Regions from separate parts of the Mus musculus genome. Here regions 2 and 3 are each linked to region 1. Evidence: chromatin contacts called from public HiCAR-type and Micro-C data. All regions are on one chromosome and are shown on one strand. Each heading gives the region's core, a stretch centred on a gene start, on an enhancer-like site or on the middle of the called end of the contact. The rest is flanking DNA. Distances are from core to core; before and after follow the strand shown.

Region 1 (4,292 bases), core at 852-3,351:
CTCTATGACCCAGGGTAGGGACATGCTAGGGTGCTGAGGTAGGAGTGGGTAGGCAGGTGGGGGAGCACCCTCATAGAAGCAGGGGGAGGGGGAGGAGATAGAGGTTTAGTGAATGGGAAACTGGGAAGGAGATAACATTTGAAATGTCAATAAATAACCAATAAAAAAATAAAATAAATAAATTAACAAAAAAAAAAAGAAAAGAAAAAAGGAAACCTAAAAATCGATTTCAACTCCCAAGAGAATCCATTCTAGATATACCCATGTTATTCTCAGTCACCGAAGAGTTCAAAGGGACAGAAATGTATTTAAACACTGGATTGAAAGAGGTGGAATTAGGAAAGTCTGGCAGGAAGATGCAAACCTATTTTTCATTCTCTGGGGCGTGCTTCCAGTGTCCACCCTGAACCAGCGGGTCGCTGGGGTTTTGCCTCTGCTGGCTTCTGGATGAAATGCAATTCCACGGTCACAGTGGGGTTAAAATAACAGTTCAACAGAGACACTTCTCAGATAATAAAACAAACCATTAGCTTGAGAAAAGAATGTCAGTATGATGTACGGAGTCCCCAGAGGATCAATGCTCCGTAGATTATGAGAAATATAAAGAAGGTTCTGTGGTGGGGCGCGGGGCTCTCAGTGTCAGTCCGTGGCTGGATATCAGGGTCATTTTCCTATGAAGGTGGACATGTAGGCAGAGAGCCCTTGGTCGGGCCATCAGAGCTCAGAAGCCCCTGTGAACACAGGGATCCTGGAGGCCATGCTTTCCCTCTGTAATCATCTCTCTGTTCGGAAACCAATGGACAAGATTACAGTAAGTAGAAGAAAGCAAGGGAACCAGGCGACCTAAAACATTACACTTTGCCATCGTCTTTGTCTTTGCTTTTACTTTGATATCTACATTTCCAAAACATCCAGGTGCTCTGGCGCACTTAGCAACCGTATTAGCAGTGTGCTGCTGTGCAGGTCTTTCTGGCACTACAACCTGGAAAACTCTGAAAATAAAAATTTGCAGTATGTTTACATGATCTCCATGAAAATCCCCCAGTGCTAAGACAGCTTCAAAGCACACCCCTTTAGTGCTGGGAAACTGTTACCCCTCAGTCTCAAGTACCAGTCTCAGTGGCTTCCAAACGTTCTCTTGGACTGCGTGCCCCCCCCCACACACACACACTCCCCCTCCCCCACCCATCCACCCCCCCACCTCATGACTTCCCTGTGGAAAGGCTGTTCTTAAATGGTGGGGTTTTTTTTTCCTTTCTTTCCTAACAATAAAGTTAATTTGAGGATCTGATAGAAGCATACGTTAAGAGTCTTTGCTTAAGTTCCCATTTCTATCACCACAAATGATTTTTCTGCTTTTGTTCCGTCCTCTCTAACGGTAATCCCCTCTGCCTGGTTATTTGAGACAAGAGTAGATAAAGCCTTCCTTCATTTTCTTAAGTGCTCTTATTCAAGTACCCGCTCTTCAAATGTGCTGAGTAATGGCGTCTGAATGGAGGGTCCAGGAGGAGCAGAGGTGGCCCACGGGCCAGCGGCCTCTTATGCGGGTATCAGCCACGCACCACTGACCACTTGCGTTAGGTGAACCTGGACTCTGCCCCTGCAGACTCCCAGCATCCTGGGAGTCCACTCTGGAGACCAGGGTGTGGCCCCAAAATGGCTTTCTAGCTTCTGAGCTGGCTTGCTAGGATGGAGACTTACAGTGGACCTTCTAAAGGGTTCTCACCATAGAGAACTCGCTTAGTCATTTTAAGTAGGGACTCAAAAAAACCCAGTCCCTCCCTCTCTGACCCGATGAAAAACAGGACGATCCCACATTCCCAGAGATCTTGAAGCAGCTCTTTTCCAAAGATGCAGCCTCTGGCTGTGTTTCCTCCACTTGCAAAAAGCAGCCGGCTTGTGAATGCGTGGCTGGGGAGCCACTGCTCTTGGAATCTACTGGAATGATCCTGCAGATGCAGCGCTGGGGAATTTGGACGGTATTTCACGGTTGAGGAAGGGCTCCCTCCTTCTCTGAGTTCTCGCTCAGGGCTTTGAGTTGAAGACTGCAGCTTACACTGTCAAAACGCATGCTGATTTGATCCCTTTCTTAAAGGCTGGATCCTTAGAAAGCCGGCTCTGTTCCATGATAAAGGCCTATTCAGCGTGGGGTCTGACCCTGCACGCAGGCGTCCGCAGGGCCGCAGTGGAGCGCTTGCACCCCCTACAGGCCGACATGCGCAAATGCGGCCCCGACGCGGGCGCTCCTCCTCCCTCTGCCTTCCTAGAGAATTTTTTGGGAGTATTTGCAGATGCCTGGCAGTCCCTGAAACAGAGCAGGTAAGTCTTGGTTGTTGGCTCTCCCAACAAGGCAGGATCCTGGCCTCTACTACCCTACAGCTAAGCTGTGCCCGGCTTGTAACCGGAAATCAGGTTCTCACAGTCAAGAAAGACAAAAAGGAGAAGCTGTTTCAAAGAAATGTGTGGTCTGTGTGGATGCTTGTAACAGAAACTTGCCAGCCTCTGAGCCCAAAGCCAGACGTGATGCTACCACACCAATCTGTTAGTGTTGAGCAAGCCAGGCTAAAGCAGGTGTGTGTGTGTGTGTGTGTGTGTGTGTGTGTGTGTGTGTAAAACACAGCTAAGTGTCCTGTCCCAAGAGGGAAGGTTCAAGCCAGTCTCAAACAAAGAGACACAGGAAGATATTTAAAAGTAGAACCAACTGATTTTCCACGTTCTGTTGGGCTTTGAAGCACATAATTCTGTGCACCTTTGTCACCCTTTAATCTAAGCTGGACCTGTGCCCCAATCAGAGCAATGCAGTAAGGCGAGATGGGCCTCTTGTGACCGTGCAGGGCAGACATGGGTGTTTCACTCCACACGTTCACACTTTCCCCTGCCCTTCAGGCCATGGGTGAAAATTGGCCTTTCCCTTACCTCCCTACAGGATAGCACTGGCCAAGAGTGCTTCTAACTGTGGAGACCTGCATTTGCACTGTAGAGGGGAGGAGCTGCTGCCCCACAGCTTCCTGTCTGTAGCAGGTAGTACTTACCAGAGGCCAGAGTGTGGCCCCAGGAGCACAGCATCCCATGTTGTGAGCCATTCAACATGGATTCTGGGTACCGAAGGACTTGCTTGTACAATAGCAGTAGACATGTTTAACTACTGAGCCATCTCTCTGGCCCCGCCTATACAGATTCATAGATGTGTGATTATAAAAGAAGTTCATGTGTTCCAAGAATGACTTGTAATAAAATGTGGTGTTTGTTCACAGATTCTGGACAACAATGAGAGAGAGAGAGAGAGAGAGAGAGAGAGAGAGAGAGAGAGAGAGAGAGAACTAGTGAGAGAGAGAGAACTATATGCAGAGGCCCCGACCAATTTGTACAGAAATTCGTGCAATTAAAGGTCTATAAAAAACAATGTATAAAACCCAATATAAAGCAAAAATATATTTTCCACAAACAAATTATGCCCCTAAAGAATGACGGCATTCAAAATGCAAAGAGCAGCTAAATAAAGTGTTTTATGGAAGCTGCAGGAGGTTTAATCATGCTCCTTAGTAGGCAGGGAACCCTATTTTTCATAGTTGTAAAAGTGACTTTCTATTTTAAACTCAGAGAAGTTCTTTAAAAAAAAAAGAAAGAAAGAAAGAAAGGAAGAAGGAAAGAAAAGAAGGAAGAAAAAAAATCCCCCAGGTTCTTGGACCTGCTGAAAGTCTGCAAAAATCCAAACAAACATTACATTTCCCTCACCATACACTCATTCTTTTGAGACAAACAATGCCTTTGTTATGATTTCTGTAGGTAAATACGTACCTGAGATGCAAAAGAGAAGAGGGTCTGCAAAGAAACCCAGGGTTCTGACTTCCTCTGTAGCTCTTGCAGGAAGAGTGTGTGCTGCCATGTATACATTGAGGCTATTCTAGATGCTATGATGAGAAAAGCCACCCATCTCAGATTCTGTCAGCAGTACAGGTTATCTGAGGGAGGTACGAAGGGTGTTTAAAGACACAGTTGCAGAATCAGACTCAGAGGCCATGACCACTTCAGTGTAAGTAAGGCAGAGGCAAGGACAGGCTCTGGATGCAGAGACTATTTGTTCAAGTTCAAGATTTTTCTTAAAAGTATCTCAACATTTTTTACACAGCTCATAGGAATAATTGCTACTTCATTTGGAGAGAATAGAGCATACTGGTCTCTTCCTCCTCTTCTTCAGCTAGAAGAGGGAAGCAAAAAGAGACACCTCCTCTCATTGGATATCATGACTAAGCCAAGAGGGAAACTGAGGAGACTACAAGACTTGACAAGGC
Region 2 (4,292 bases), core at 541-3,040, 190 kb before region 1:
GAGCCTAGCCAGGAATAAATAATTTACTTCTTTTTTCCATGAGATGAGGTACACTAGGAATCAAGAGTGCAAAGGAATAAGTGAAACCCAATGTATATTAGAGTCTAGACAAATATGTGAACTTATTGGGACAGCAAGCAAAAGATGACCTTTAAAACAGGACTGATGGTGTGAGGCTTCATTCCACCACTTCATTCTCTACTCATTGGGGTAGTGTAGACAGCTAATAGTTAAGGGGGAGTGCTATTTACTGTAATCTTCCCGTAACCACACTGAAAGGTGTGGTCTTTGTAAGTTACCTATGCTCTGGTAAATGACCCCACATACACATTCATGCATGCGATCCTAAATAGTCACAGTAGACAACAACCCCAGAGGGGGACTTGGTGGGAGGAAAAGTAATTTTGATGGAAAACAGAGGGGGATAAGAGAGAGTGGAAGTGACCAAAGTTCATTATGTGTGTATGAGGTCAAAACATGACTGTCGACAAAGAAAACTTAAAACAGAGATGGGGCACTCACATGAGTCTTCAACATGTCAAGAAAAAAAATACTTGGAGGTCAAGCTGAACAATTCACAACCAAGTTCTTTCTACACCTCTGCATGTCTCTGTTCCCACAGCCTGCAGCCCAGCTAGGCAGGACGGACTGAGCTAAAAAGCTGCCCTGCAGGTCAGCCACTTGATCTGGGTATCCCTTCTTGAAGCTAGTTCTTTGGTCTGTTCTGATTTACTCCCATGCTGCTCTTAGCTGATAAGCCTTCACAGGGGAGGAGCAGCCTGCCCCTGGAGTGACTTCTGACTGTATCACTCTAAACCATTTAGGTGACACTGAGCGGTTTTAACATCTCAAAATCCAAAGGGATTCATTCTACTATCTTCCAGTCTTCTGTTTTGAATGTTGTAGAATGTATAAACTGAGGTGGTTCTGACCCAAATCAAGAAACGCTAAAATAGAAAAAAACCTTTTCACTCTGTGTTTTATTAGCATGTGGGTATCTTAGGATCTTAATCATATTCTGTCTCTCTGCCAAAAAAACAAAAAACAAAAAAACCATGCAGGCCATGTCATCTTCCAAGGTAGATGGTACAACAAGGGGAGGAACCAAATTTAAATGAAGCCACTGGGGCATGACTGGTGTGAGAAGCAGCTTGGCTGGCAGATCTCCACTGACTCATCTAATATTGAAAGGTCGTGAGCTTCACAGTGGGGTACAGATTCCCAGGAAGCTTCGGACACTGAGCAACAAGCAACCAATCAGAGCAGACTAGTAGGATAGGAGAGCAGGAGCTCTCTTGCCAGACAAAGCAGAGAGGGCAATGAGGAACTCAAAGGCTCTAAGAGACTTTGGAGAATATTTTAGGCCAACAGCAGCTTTAGGACAGAAACACAGGAACCCTGAGAGCAGGCAGACCTTGCTTAATTCACTCAGTGTTCAATTATGTGTGCTATGAGCCACCTAAGACCCATTAAAATTCTGAGAATCAGAAGGGAACAAAACCAGTAACAAAGGCATACTAAGGCTAATCTGTGCTTCATTCCTTCCCTACCTTACTCTAACTTTCAAAGTTACTGCAATGTCCTTGATGTGTTTACCCCATTCTCAAGGCTCATCTCCCCAGCTCCCTCCACAACCCCATGCTCATAATTCAACATGCTAGCAAATGGCTAGGATGTGAAGCATCAGCTCTCAGGGTTAGTGATGAGACATTTGACTTGTATGGGGAGAGGAGGGATGGCGGTCCTCTGACCTCACGGTGTGTGGTAAGGAGGCTTAGCAGCCTTTCTGACTTCACAATACACAGAAGACTTTGCACTGCCAGTTGGGAGCAGCAGCCATGCTGTGTGGGGACTGCAGGACATAAATATCTCTGGCATCCCAAACATGCTGTAGGCCTTCTTCCTCCATCTTAAAGTATTGAAGATATCTATCTCATCCCCAGTATCTGCTGTTACAATGGATTGCATCAACTGGTTCTGGGAACACTGTGATCAGGCAAAAATAATTAAGACTTGTAAGGAGGTGGGGTTCACTGTGACCCGTACACTTTGGGCATGAGAGTGTGCCAAAGGCATCACGTGGAGAGCTGCCTGTCAGGGCCTGCTGAGATTTTTATCCATGTCTGCTATGATGTTACACTCTCCTGTTAGTCACCACAAGACTATTTTTTCAAATACCCTCAGCACACTACACCCTGACCATGAGACTTCTCTGCATGGCTTTGCAAATAAATGGGCTGCTTTTGTGCAAAGCAGGCCACCAAAAAATAGCTCCACACCTTCTCAAAGGTGTATTCAAGAAATCAGAATGTCTAGGGAATTGCTCCACATAGAGAAATTCAAGATTATATCTATTAACTAAAATAGTTGAAATTCCACTGAGATTAACAATATTTGAGATAAATGTCCTTAAACTCAACATGTGTCTTTATGACATTTTATTCAATTTCAGGAGTGAATTCTTTCTTTCTGAAAATGACTCAGCTTCCGTAGTTAGCTTCTAAATTATTACTTCATCAATATACAGAAAAATAGGGGATACTGCTTTTTGTAATAGCTACAGTTTACCACAGCATATTTGGAACATGCTCAGTCCAAAAGAATCCAAGAAGAATTTAGTTTAAGCCTTCTGCATAAATATAATCAGAGAGCTGCCCTTGGGTGGGGCTGAGACGTCTTAGTAACATATATACTACACAAGCTTGAAGACCTGAGTTGAATGTCCAGCATCCATTAAAAACATACAAACACACAAAACACTAGACTTGCTGGCATATCCCAGCACTGGGGAGGCAAAGTCAAATGGATCTCTGAGTCCTGCCCTGCAACCAACCTAGACTAATTGGCAAACTCTAGTGAGAGACTCTCTCTCTCTTTCTCTGTCTCTCTCTCTCTCTCTTTCTCTCTCTCTGTCACACACACACATACACATACAGAGAGAGAGAGAGAGAGGGAGAAAGAGAGAGAGAGAGAGCCCTTTTTGAATATGAGGCTGTGAGGCAGTCTATATAAAAAGCATCACCTGACTGTGCTATTACAGACTTGTATGTGTTAGCAAACTTGTTGTGTCTCTGGACAAAGGTTGGCCACAGAATTCCTATCTCAAAAGATTTGGGATGACCTGAGATGGAGCACCAGAACTCCACTGTGCCTGATGTCAGCTCTGACTGGAGAATTTCTCTAACAAAGCCTCAGCAGGAGCACAGACTGAGGTGTGGGACCAGTCACCATGGCTCCTCAGTCCTCAGGCAGGCAAGGTCGATGCTCAGCCTAACATTAGGCCTCCTCCACCTCTGCCTCTCCCTTCACATCCATCTTTCTGCAATATTTCACTGCAAACACAGCTCTTGTAGTGAAAGGGAATAAAGATTAAAAGTGAATCCATCTTCCCTGCTCCTGTCTCATTTATTTGCATTGTGTATGTAATTGGTCCTGACGAGCCCACTTCTATGAAGAGAGCTAAATGTGGCTTAAAGATGAAGTGAATGGCTTGAGACACCAGGCTGGAGTGATACCGCCAGAGTAGCTTTATTGAAAATGCTTATCAGAAAGAGTGTCAAAGACACTCAGCACTCATGTCCCAGCGGATCAAAGCCACTGCAATCAGAAAACTCTGGGGTGCATATTTTCGGGAGGAGGTTTAACCAGAGGAAGCTGAAAGGTTAGTCCAATAATACTTAAATGTTTGGAACATGTTTATATGTGAGTTCCCCCAAAACAAGACAACTCTCTCCTATGCTTTAAAAGGCATTTTTTTTATGGACAGCTTTGAAGTCTGAAGAAAGTGTCTTAGCTGTCATATACATCTAATGCCTGCTGGGTCCTGCAGGCCAGTCACACACACCTCTTATGTGAAGTTGCCTGAGGTTGGTTCTCTGGAGACAGAGGTATTTAAACCATCCACTCAAGACACATGCCGCAATAGAAAATAAGCAGTTACTTCATTTTGCATAAAGCTTTGAAACTCCAGACTGGGCTTAGGGATCGTTACCAGTCTGAGTCTTAAGAGTTTGCAACACCTTTCCCTGGAGAGAGAAATTAGACTAAAATTCTTAGAGTATCACTTTAAAAAGGTAAGCATCCAAAGGCAGGTTGGGTGAGAGGAATATAAATAGATGTCACCCGGGCACATGACCCAACTGTACATTTGTGTGAGGATCTTTGAGCGCCTGAGGTGCTTATGTTGGCAGACTTATGCAGGCATAAACATACCTGTTTAGGAGGGCTGGGAGCACATCTCAAGATCAGTGGGTGCGTTTCATGAAGCTCAATTCTCATCCAAAGCTGAGAAT
Region 3 (4,292 bases), core at 1,304-3,803, 190 kb after region 1:
GGCCAGATGAATGAACAAGAAGACAGATGGATGGATGGATGGATGGATGGATGGATGGATGGAAAAGTAGGAGAGTGGCTATGTGAGTGGGCTTCCTCAGTGAGGACCACCCTTTCATGCCATGTCAGCGGGGTTGTTGCTATAGCAATGTTGTGTGTCCTTCTCTTTATGGGGTCCAAATGAGTGTAAAACCTTTCTTCCGACTCTGTGCTGGAAGAGTCCGCACCGTGTGGTTTTTTTTTTTTTTTTTTTTTTTTTTTTTGGTGATTTGCACTGCCAACCACTCTAACTGTCATGCTCACAATAAACATCAGTTCCTTTCAACTCTGGGAAGGAAACAGTGCTGAAATTATTTTTCCCTATTCTTCTATAGTGTGGCTCCTCAATAAAGATGACATATATTGATTAGGAATGAATTGAAAGCACTGTCAACTAAAGTTAATCTCCCAGGAACCTGGCCGTTTGCAACAGCACTGAGGCCTTTCCTCATTTTCTTCCTGTTAGCATTCCTGGCAGACAAGCTTTGTTTTGTTCCAATGGCTTTGATGGGGAAATGACGATCTTCCCAACCAGAGCATATAAAACTATACACAGAGTTGAACCCAGTTCATGTTAGTGACCATCCCAGAATAATCCTCCTGAGACAGGAACAGAAAACCTTAAGGGGATTCAGTTATGATTACCTCCACTTGAAAACGTCAGATTGAAAATGCTGAGTTGGGAAAAACAAGACAAAACAAAAACAAGAACACAACAACAACAACAAAAAACCACACCACAGCACAAAACATCTATTTTCTTCACTGGAGAAATGAAAAGAGCTTCTTTACCCAAGCTTGTTTTTCTTTGTGGAGAAACTTCCCAGGTAATCTCCATGCCTGCTCAGCTGCATACTCGGCACCCAGTCCTTTAAACCTCAGGGGCACTGTTTGCCGATACACACACACACACACACACACACACACACACACACACACACAAAACATATCCAACTCCTCAATGACTTGCCCAAACAGCTGGTGTGCTGTTACGGTGTGGGCCTGCTAGTCCACAGTAGTAGCTCCCTTCCTGGTGGTGACTCAAGGACTCAAGATGTCAACACAGAAAATGTCACTTGCTTGAGCAACTTGCTCCCAGCAAAAGGACTGAATGGTGCATTGGGGAACAAAGGTGAATATGTTTCACACACTGTTAGTCATGGTGACCTAAAAGTGTCCTGCCACACCTTAAAGTCCATGAGAAAAGATTACTCAACACGAACGCTGAGACCTAATGCTAATTTTAAGAAGGGTGATGATTACTTCAGGATGATTAATATTACCGTGAAATTTGAAATGTCACCAACGGGTTCTGTGAATCCAAAAGATGTGAGGAGAAAGATCACCAACATGCATCATCATGGACACATTCATGAAAGTAAGGTTTTTTTATTTGTGTGCACATACTGCCTCCCCTGAAGTTGGGGTTCAAAAGGTTAACACCTGACGTGGTCAAAATACAGGTTCTTTTAATAGCTCAGGGGTAAGGGGTTTCAAAATGGGAGATTTGGCAGGCCAATAAGCAGGGCCTAACTGAGTATAACAAGCAGAGTATAACAACTTGGCTGTAACAACCTCTTGTGAAACAAAGACATTGTTGCAAGTTGGTTATAACAAGGTAATCATACCAAGGTAGTCAGAACAACAGGTGGTCATAATAACCATTTGCAACAAAGGCATGGTTGCCATTTCAGGGAACTGGCAGCACAAAACCATTTATAGTTAAGGTTACAGACCAATCCTTATGAAACAGATTAAGGCATAAACAGCAAGGCACCTAGCCTGTCTTTACTATACAATGGTTTACAAGCCCAAGATCAGAGGAGACCGAGTCATCAGCTCCTATGCTTGCATACTTAGTTCCTAGATGCTGGCATTGTTTGAGAGGGGGGTATAGCTGCAAGAAGTAAGTTTGAGAGGACAGCACCTGCTTCCAGCCACCTGTCTGCCTCCTGATCCACTCAGGTGTGACCAGCTCCTGCCCTGATGCATCTTCCCACCTGACTGCCTACATCTCCTCAGACCCTGAGCCAAACTCAGAACTTTCCCCTTAAGTTGCGTGTTGGGTATGTTGTATCACAGTAGTGAGAAAGGCATCTAATCCAGTTGGCTTTCTTTAGTCTCTGTTCTGTCATGGGACATTGGTATTTGGATTACTCATTGAAAGGGAGCAGTCATAGTCCTGGAGAGAGGCCAGCGGACTCACCAGGATGCTCTCCTTGACTCTGGCACTATTGGAAAGGCACGGGCAGGGTTAGGAGCTCAGAGAAGAGAAGAGTGGCAAGGGGCAAAGGTGACAGGCAGTTAACTACCGTGGATATTATGATAAACAACACAGACGCCATACCTGTGCTTTTTCCATATTAGCAGTAATGTGGAAAACACTCTGCACTGAGCTCTGAGCTCACAACTGCAAGGCTTTTCCACACTTAAGTGGATGAAGGCATGGAAGGGCCCTAACAGGAAGCAAACTCCTGGGAAAGCTATTAGCCTCAGCATTTGCAATTCATGGGACACTGCCTGCCTTAAGGGCCATCATTGATGGAGCCCTGTTTGGTTTAAAATGTAACTCTCACCCTGAGCAGGCTGAGCATTCAGATCTCAGCTGGGTTTCTCTTGAATTTATTAACTTACAAATGGAAATACACTTACTTAGTTGACTATCTCTCACTAACCTCTTAACTTGCTTTTCCCAGAAGTGGTGGCACTGTCCCCAGGCGCCTAACTCAGCCCCCTGACTTCTGTTCCCTTTGGCTCTGAAGTCTCTGGGTCTGTTTACCAAACCCTTCAGGTAAAGTTTCACTTTTCCAACAGGCTTTGAGTCGTTCCTCTCCCTTAACTCTCAGACATCAATCACACATGCCACCCATGTGCTCTGGAAGCCCATCTGCTCCCTCCTTCTATGGAGCTAAATGTACTAACGCGTCCAATGTGCCTTTAGAGTTGGTGTTTGTAAGCAGCTTGGAGATGTTTTTAACTTTGCTGGCAAAGTTTAAAATGATAGATCCAGCGTCAACAGGAGGAGATGATGGAATCTGTCATCGTTCCACCTCTCTTAACATAACTGATGTTATGTAAGAATTTTAGGAGATACATCTAAAGCATAAAACGGGCTAGGAGTCCAGAAAACTCATGAATAATATGAAATAGTATTGGTTTTCCTGGTGAAGTGTAGGCTCCTCTGGCATCATTATATTTGTTTGCACCTTTTCAATGCCTTCCAGATCAGCCGTCCTCAACCTGTGGGTCATGACTTCTGTGAGGTGTTGAATGACCTCTTCACAGAAGTCACCTGAGACCACTGGAAAACAAGTGTTTTCATTATGATTCATAACAGTAGCAAAATTGCAGTTATGAGGTAGCAACAAAATTAATTTTTTGATGGGTGTTAACCACAACATGAGGAACTTTATTAAAGGGTCGCAGCACTGAAGACCTTGAGAACCACTGGTCTAGATGAATTGTCTGACCCTCAGCGCTTATGTAAATTCCTTCCCTTAAATCTCAGACTTCCAAAGGATCCTAGTACATCCTTCTCTGTCTTATCCAATTTCCTTTCTGTTTTCACCGAATAGAGACAGACGTGTCACCCCTGGCATGGACATTTTATTAACAGTATATCAGGTATGTCCTTATCCTACTCTGATCCTCATATGTTCCATAAAGCTAAGATTAGACTAGACTAAAAATGGAACATAATGTGAAGAAATATTCCAGATAAACATTAATGCATAATAAACTATGAAAAAGTCTCCCCGATACAAAAGGATATAGGAAAACATCAAAACATCAAGCCGTAGTAGGTGTGGCTGTAGTTACAGGTTCTATGCACATCTACACTGGGCACCAAAGGAGAAAATGTTTTATGGTTGATAAGTAGTTATGGGGCAGCTGCTACAAGGTTGTCAATGTAATGACAGGGTTGGAGACTGAAAGGTAAATTGTTACTTCTGATAAGCCGCCTTAACAGGATCCCCCCTCCGTTGCAGCCCTTTCAACCCAGGGACAGTCAAGTTTGAGATGGTGTGATTACAGTGTGCACCTGCAAGCCCCACTGTGCTGCTCAATCTGTGTATTCCACTGTTAGGTCAAGGCCGTTAATCACCAGGAGGCCTCGGGGTAGCCATGTAGAAACTTATTTATGGGCAAATCAAGAGCCTGAGATCCTGAACCGTGCCTGATGGGCTCCACTAATATGCTACTTGTGGCTAATTTCTGAGCTGCTGGACCCACAGGTGTTTGCCCTCACCCATA

The links. Hi-C and Micro-C count contacts between places; a contact is called where the count stands out from the background. HiCAR-type assays count read pairs that join an accessible place to other places.
Region 2: a contact with region 1 is called in a Micro-C map of embryonic fibroblasts, with 5 times the contacts expected there. The contact joins two enhancer-like sites. A contact is called at or near these places in 6 of 484 Hi-C or Micro-C datasets (Sertoli cells, embryonic fibroblasts, nephron progenitors and 1 more).
Region 3: a contact with region 1 is called in a HiCAR-type map of kidney, with 2.6 times the contacts expected there. The contact joins two enhancer-like sites. A contact is called at or near these places in 4 of 484 Hi-C or Micro-C datasets (the NIH/3T3 cell line, the STO cell line, embryonic fibroblasts and 1 more) and 1 of 115 datasets of contacts at active chromatin or transcription factors (kidney).

Annotation. Positions count from the first base shown.
Region 1 is chr13:71,456,495-71,460,786 of GRCm38.p6, reverse strand. No RefSeq gene overlaps it. Among named protein-coding and RNA genes, the nearest start is that of 1700112M02Rik, 29 kb to the left of the region's middle. Within about 2 kb of position 2,101, at least 50 of the 459 cell types and tissues checked have an H3K27ac peak or open chromatin away from gene starts, as enhancers often do. A contact at or near this core is called in the STO cell line, embryonic fibroblasts and kidney, where this site is marked.
Region 2 is chr13:71,646,974-71,651,265 of GRCm38.p6, reverse strand. No RefSeq gene overlaps it. Among named protein-coding and RNA genes, the nearest start is that of Gm40999, 140 kb to the left of the region's middle. Within about 2 kb of position 1,790, at least 21 of the 459 cell types and tissues checked have an H3K27ac peak or open chromatin away from gene starts, as enhancers often do. A contact at or near this core is called in embryonic fibroblasts, where this site is marked.
Region 3 is chr13:71,270,567-71,274,858 of GRCm38.p6, reverse strand. No RefSeq gene overlaps it. Among named protein-coding and RNA genes, the nearest start is that of Gm40998, 120 kb to the left of the region's middle. Within about 2 kb of position 2,553, at least 25 of the 459 cell types and tissues checked have an H3K27ac peak or open chromatin away from gene starts, as enhancers often do. A contact at or near this core is called in the STO cell line and kidney, where this site is marked.